Regions from separate parts of the Rattus norvegicus genome. Here region 1 is linked to region 2. A link is a contact called in public Hi-C data. All regions are on one chromosome and are shown on one strand. The core of a region is the stretch at or near the end of the contact, and the rest is flanking DNA. Distances in the headings are between cores, read along the strand shown.

The links. A called contact is a pair of places that touch in the nucleus more often than the background predicts.
Region 1: a Hi-C map of the A7r5 cell line shows a contact between it and region 2, with 3 times the contacts expected there. The contact joins the promoter of Rab2a here to the enhancer-like site in region 2. A contact is called at or near these places in 2 of 12 Hi-C or Micro-C datasets (the A7r5 cell line and Schwann cells).

The regions. Positions count from the first base shown.
Region 1 is chr5:26,471,991-26,474,790 of GRCr8, reverse strand. It overlaps Rab2a (RAB2A, member RAS oncogene family), which reads right to left and starts at 1,367. Exons shown (of 8, transcript NM_031718.2): 1 at 1,120-1,367. The coding sequence starts at 1,165.
Region 2 is chr5:26,393,086-26,395,789 of GRCr8, reverse strand. All of the region lies in intron 3 of LOC102551006 (a long non-coding RNA gene), which reads left to right. Among named protein-coding and RNA genes, the nearest start is that of Rab2a, 79 kb to the left of the region's middle. Within about 2 kb of position 1,254, at least 4 of the 93 cell types and tissues checked have an H3K27ac peak or open chromatin away from gene starts, as enhancers often do. A contact at or near this core is called in the A7r5 cell line, where this site is marked.

The sequences.
Region 1 (2,800 bases), core at 118-2,617, 79 kb before region 2:
TCACATCCCTTGCTGAAAAACTGTATTTACAGCAGGAAGTTTTTATTGGGCAGCAATCAACATACTTCCAGAGTTACTTATAGAACCTGCTACATCATAGGGCAACCTCAAACCTGCTTCTACATTTACAAAGTTGTGTAAGGGGTCTAGGTTGTGCAACAGTCAGCACTGAAATCAGACTCTGATGTATTAATAGTTTTAACACCTAAACAAGCTTTACGTTTATTATTAGATTCGAAATGAGGCCCAAATCGCAGGTATTCAAAGTATTTCATGAACAGCTTGCTTATTTGCTTGAGAAACTTATTAGGATGCTATTTTTAAGTGGGGACTGATTTTTTTTTCTTTTTGCTACAAATGTACACGAGGTCACTTGAAAATTAGCAGTTGTGATCTTGGACTTGACACAACTGAAAAAAAGAAAAAAATCAGTAGTCAGTCAGCATACCCACTGTATGCTCACACCCAGAGCACTGACCTGCCTTGCATTACTATCCAATCAAATAATCCCAGCATACACGTGGCAAAAGTCGCCGGAGTCTACAGTGCTTTAATGACCCCGAGAAGAATTGCCCTGCCACTGAATCATGTGACCTGACTTATTAGGACTTGGAGGTTGAGGATGTTTCAAAAAAAAAAAGATTTTTTTTTTCCTTTTTCAATTTTTTTTTCTCCTCAACAGGCTGTCCCACTTCAGGGTGCGCCTTGCCAGGGCCTAGACGGAAGCGTGCAGGTCGGGGAGGTGGGACCAGGGAGAAAAATCCGGACTGGGGCCTGTCACGCTCTAATTCGCTCGGCTTTTCTCTCACTCCCCGGGCCGCAAAGACAGTCGAGGCGGGGCCCCGGGGACAGCCATCCTGCTGTCACACTCTCCGGGAGTGGCAAACGGCTGCCGCTGGCTGGGCTGCAGCGGGCCCGGGCGAAGCGGGGAAGGCCCAGCCAGGCCGCGGCCGCTCGCAGCGCCCACGTCACCAGCGCCAGCACTGCGGAAATGGAGCGGCGGCCAGGGGACCGAGGGAGGAAGGGAGGCGCCGCGCCGCCCGACCCGTGCCTACCGGCGCCACCGCCGTTTGCCCCTCCTGCCCGCTCTGGGTCTCCCAAGCCCGCCGCCGGCCTCACCTGTGTCGCCGATGATGATGTACTTGAAGAGATAGGCGTACGCCATGGCCGCGGCCGCTCCGTGCCAGGCTCACGGCTCCTCCTCCCGCTGTGCGCCTCCTCCGCGCCCTCACCGGCGCCGCTCGGCCGCGAACCCGGGCCCCGCCCGCCGTCGGTCGCCGTCAGAGCCAGCAGCAAGGGCCGAGGGGCAGCGGGACGAACTGACAGCGCCGAGCGCGGATCGCAGCGGCCCAGCCCTTCGGAACAATAACAGCCGCGGCGCCTCCGCCCCGCCTCCGCGCCGACCCGGAAGTGCTGCCGCCGCCGGCGCCGCCGGAGGAGAGGGGAGGAGCCGCGGCCGCGCCCTCCGGTCGGAGTCCCGCCTACCCCGGAGCCCCGCCCACCAGGCTGGGTGTCCGGGAGTCGCGAGGAGCCCAAGCAGGCTAGGTTCAGCTCCGCTCTTTGTGTGTGTGTGTGTGTGTGTGTGTGTGTGTGCGCGTGTGCGTGTGTGTGTGTGTGTGTGTGTGTGTGTGTCTGTCTGTCTGTCTGTCTGTCTGTCTGTCTGTCTGTGTGTCTGTCTGTGTGTCTGTCTGTGTGCGTGCGTGCGTGCGTGCGTGTGTGTGTGTGTGTGTGTGTGTAGTGTTTGGGGAAACTAAATCGGGAGCTAGTAATTGTGGTATGCCCCTATAATGGAATACTATGCTGTTATGCTGTTCCTTAAAATATGTAAAACAAAAAAATCTGTATAAATATTGAAGTAGATATACCTTTGCATGCCATTTATCAGACCATAATTCTAAGTGCCGTGTTGTATATTCATGTAATGTATACGATATGTAGCTTAATCGTGTTCTGTATATGTATTGTATGAAACACTGAAATAAATACCTGATATTAAGTTACACGATGGAATTGATAAGAAGTGTATGTGTGTGTGCAGTTCAAAGTTTTTGCCTTTGACTCTATCCTGTATATATTGTTAGTGGTACCAGCAAGAAGCAGACTTAGTTCTTTAAAAGCCCAGGTTTTGAAGAAGGTGGAGGACAGAGTTTAACTATCTAAACAGTTTTCTGGAGAGATTGCATCTGAACCAGTTACCGGAAAGCCTGTATCAAAAGGACAAAGGTTATTACAAGCCTGCCATGCATTTATAATCTCAGCCCTCGGGAGATAGATAGAGGAAGGAGGGTCAGGAGTTCTAGATCATTCTTTACAACACTGAGGGGTCAAACAAGGGACCCTGTCTCAAAAAAATGTGTCCTGAAAATGAACAGATAAAGCACCTGCCAGGCAAGCCTGTCTTGAGTTCATTCTCTAGAAACCACAATGGAAGGACACACACACACACACACACACACACACACACCACACATCACACCACACACACCACACACACACACACCACACACATACCACACACACAAAACACACACACTACACACCACACACACACCACACACCACACACACAAAACACACACCACACACCACACACATACCACACACCACACACACACATCACACACCACACACACAAAACACACACACTACACACCACACACACAGACACACACACACACAACACATACACACATACACACCACACACCACACACACACCACACACACACACCACACACACACACACACACAAAACACACACACCACACACCGCACACACACACACACCACACACACACACAC
Region 2 (2,704 bases), core at 5-2,504:
TTTTTGATCTTTTGGTTCCCTATACTAACTACACTATTTTCTGTAATCATACTAACCTTGCTAAGCATGATAAACATCACCTTTTCCAAGCTTCTTATTTCTTATCTTATTCATCTTTCTTTCTTTCTTTCTTTCTTTCTTTCTTTCTTTCTCTCTCTCTCTCTCTCTCTCTCTCTCTCTCTCTCCTTCCCTCCCTCCCTCCCTCCCTCCCTCCCCCCTCTCTCTCTTTCTTTCTTCCTTTCTCTTTCTTTTTTCCCGGAGCTGGGGACCGAACCCAGGGCCTTGCGCTTGCTAGGCAAGTGCTCTACCACTGAGCTAAATCCCCAACCTTCTTATCTTATTCCACACTTCCGCAACATAATGTTTTGAATGTGGTGGATGTATCCGAGAAATGCCTGACCTTTGTCTGCCTCTACTTGGATAAAATCCATGGGCCCTCTGAATATCCTGTATGAGCTGGAAAATTTGACTTTGGGCTTAACATTCACAACGACAACTTTTGTGCCTGGCCTAGCATCTCTGTCCCCAGAGAGAGTTGGTAGCCTGAGCACTGGTCAGCCACATGGGCAGAATGAGTCCCTATACACACCAGCAGCAGTGGCTCTGATGAGCTTCCCTGCGGGTAAATATTCTGCACGCTGTCGCACGCTGTAGCCAGGAGGAGAGCATGGTCTTTTATGAGAGGACAGCTGAAGGTCGGTACTTGAGTTCTTCTGGGCATGGTCCCATGGCAAAAATGTCTATTTTGTAACTCACCCACGTGTTTACTTATTGCCATTGAAAGTCAGGCAAAATGTTGGGTCCTAGGTAGTCAGTGATGACCAAAAGGTGCCATATCACAGTCCAGAAGTAAGTTCAGACAAGCATGTGGCATGGCATGGCAAATCCAGGGAGCCATGGCCGACTTACAGGAGCCTTGATCATGACAGCATTCGCTGCCACTGTGCAGTTCTTCTGATTCGTTATCTCTTCCCTGTTCTCTACTCTTGTTCTTCTGTGCGGGGTCTCAGTGTCACTTACGGTAGCAATAAACTCATGACAATCACCCTGGCTCCCCGCACCTGTGGTTCCAGACATGGACACGGCGTCTAGTTCCTCTCCTTTCCCATGCTCACTTCTAGAACCTTCTGTTTCTCAGCGTTTCCTTCCCTGTCACTATGCCCTCTCTGGTAAATCTTTGCTCTTGCAGCTGCAGTTCTGCACTGATGTTCTCACATCTGTGTCTTCCACAGAGACAGTTTTCCTGAACTACAAGCTTGAGTCACCAGTTCCCTTCTGGGTGTATTTAATATGACTCAAGGGAACAGCATGCCTCTCCCTCCAAAGCAGCTCTGCCCTTGGGTTTCTCACCTTGATGAATAAATCATGTCGCCCTCCACTCAGACTCACAAGCTGGACGGCTACACGGCTCCCTGTTTATCCTATCTCCCCTTCTCCAGCATGTTTGGTCGTTGTGATTCCCAAACCACTTTTCACTTGCTGGTTCCCCTTCCTATTTGTGGGGAGGTATTCTGCCACTACATGCAGCAGCCTGGCCCTCCACTTTCGTAACTAGGTGTTTACTTTCTCTGTCATTGGCAGCTATGGTTGGTGGCTCAGGCCTATAATCCGAGCTACTTGGGAGGCTGAGGCAGGAGGATGCTAAGTGCAAGGTTTGCCTGTGCTGTCTATTAAACTCACATCCTGACTGGGCAACCTAATAAGACACTGTTTTACAATTGGTGTTGGGGTAGCAGTCAGACAGGCCTGAGGATATAAACCAAGTAGGACTCATCTAGCATGTATGAAGTCCTAGGTTTACTTTTACGCAATGTGCACACACACACACACACACACACACACACACACACACACACACACACACACGGCCACTTCCGGTTCAAAAATTTCTGGTGGATTTCTGTCACATGAAATGTCAAACTTAGTATCTACTGTGGCCCATCAGATCCTACACAGTCAACTCCTTGCTAAGTGTCCCCACTCCTTACTGACTGTCATTCTGCTCTTGTTCACCAGGCTCTAGCTCCTAGGTCCTTACAGTTTGCCTAACACACTTATGACCCAGACTCTGCATGCTGCCCCTTCCGACCAGCCTCCCCACAGTGTCTCACCTATCAGAACATTATTCAAATGTTACTCATGGAGCAGCTTTCTGAGGTATCCTGTGCTAAATAGTCAAGGCCCAGGTCATTCTCCATGTCTTCCTTCATAGCTGTTCAAGTACTTCCTCCTGTCTGAGATTCCACAGTTGAATTAGTTGTATAGTGGCTTCTTTTCTATCCTTAAAAGAGCAGCTAAGCTCCACGTGGCCAAGGGGGGGTACCAGCAGCACCTTGGTCATCTGGCTGAGAGAGCCATGTAAGAACTTTCTACTCTCCCTTGAAGGGAAAGTACCCTGCAGACCCTGAGACCCAGGAAGCACAGGGAGATGTAGCTATATATTTCCATGTTAGCCTGTTCAAATCTTTGTCATCAGATACTGAAGGCCTATGTATTGAGCAGGGGAACACAATATGCGTGTGTGTGTGTGTGTGTGTGTGTGTGTGTGTGTGTGTGTATCTGTGTGTCTCTGTGTGTGTGTGTATGTGAGTGTGTATCTGTGTGTCTCTGTGTGTGTGTGAGTGTGTGTGTATCTGTGTGTCTCTGTGTGTGTGTATGTGTGTGTGTCTGTGTGTGTGTATCTGTATCTGTGTGTCTCTGTGTG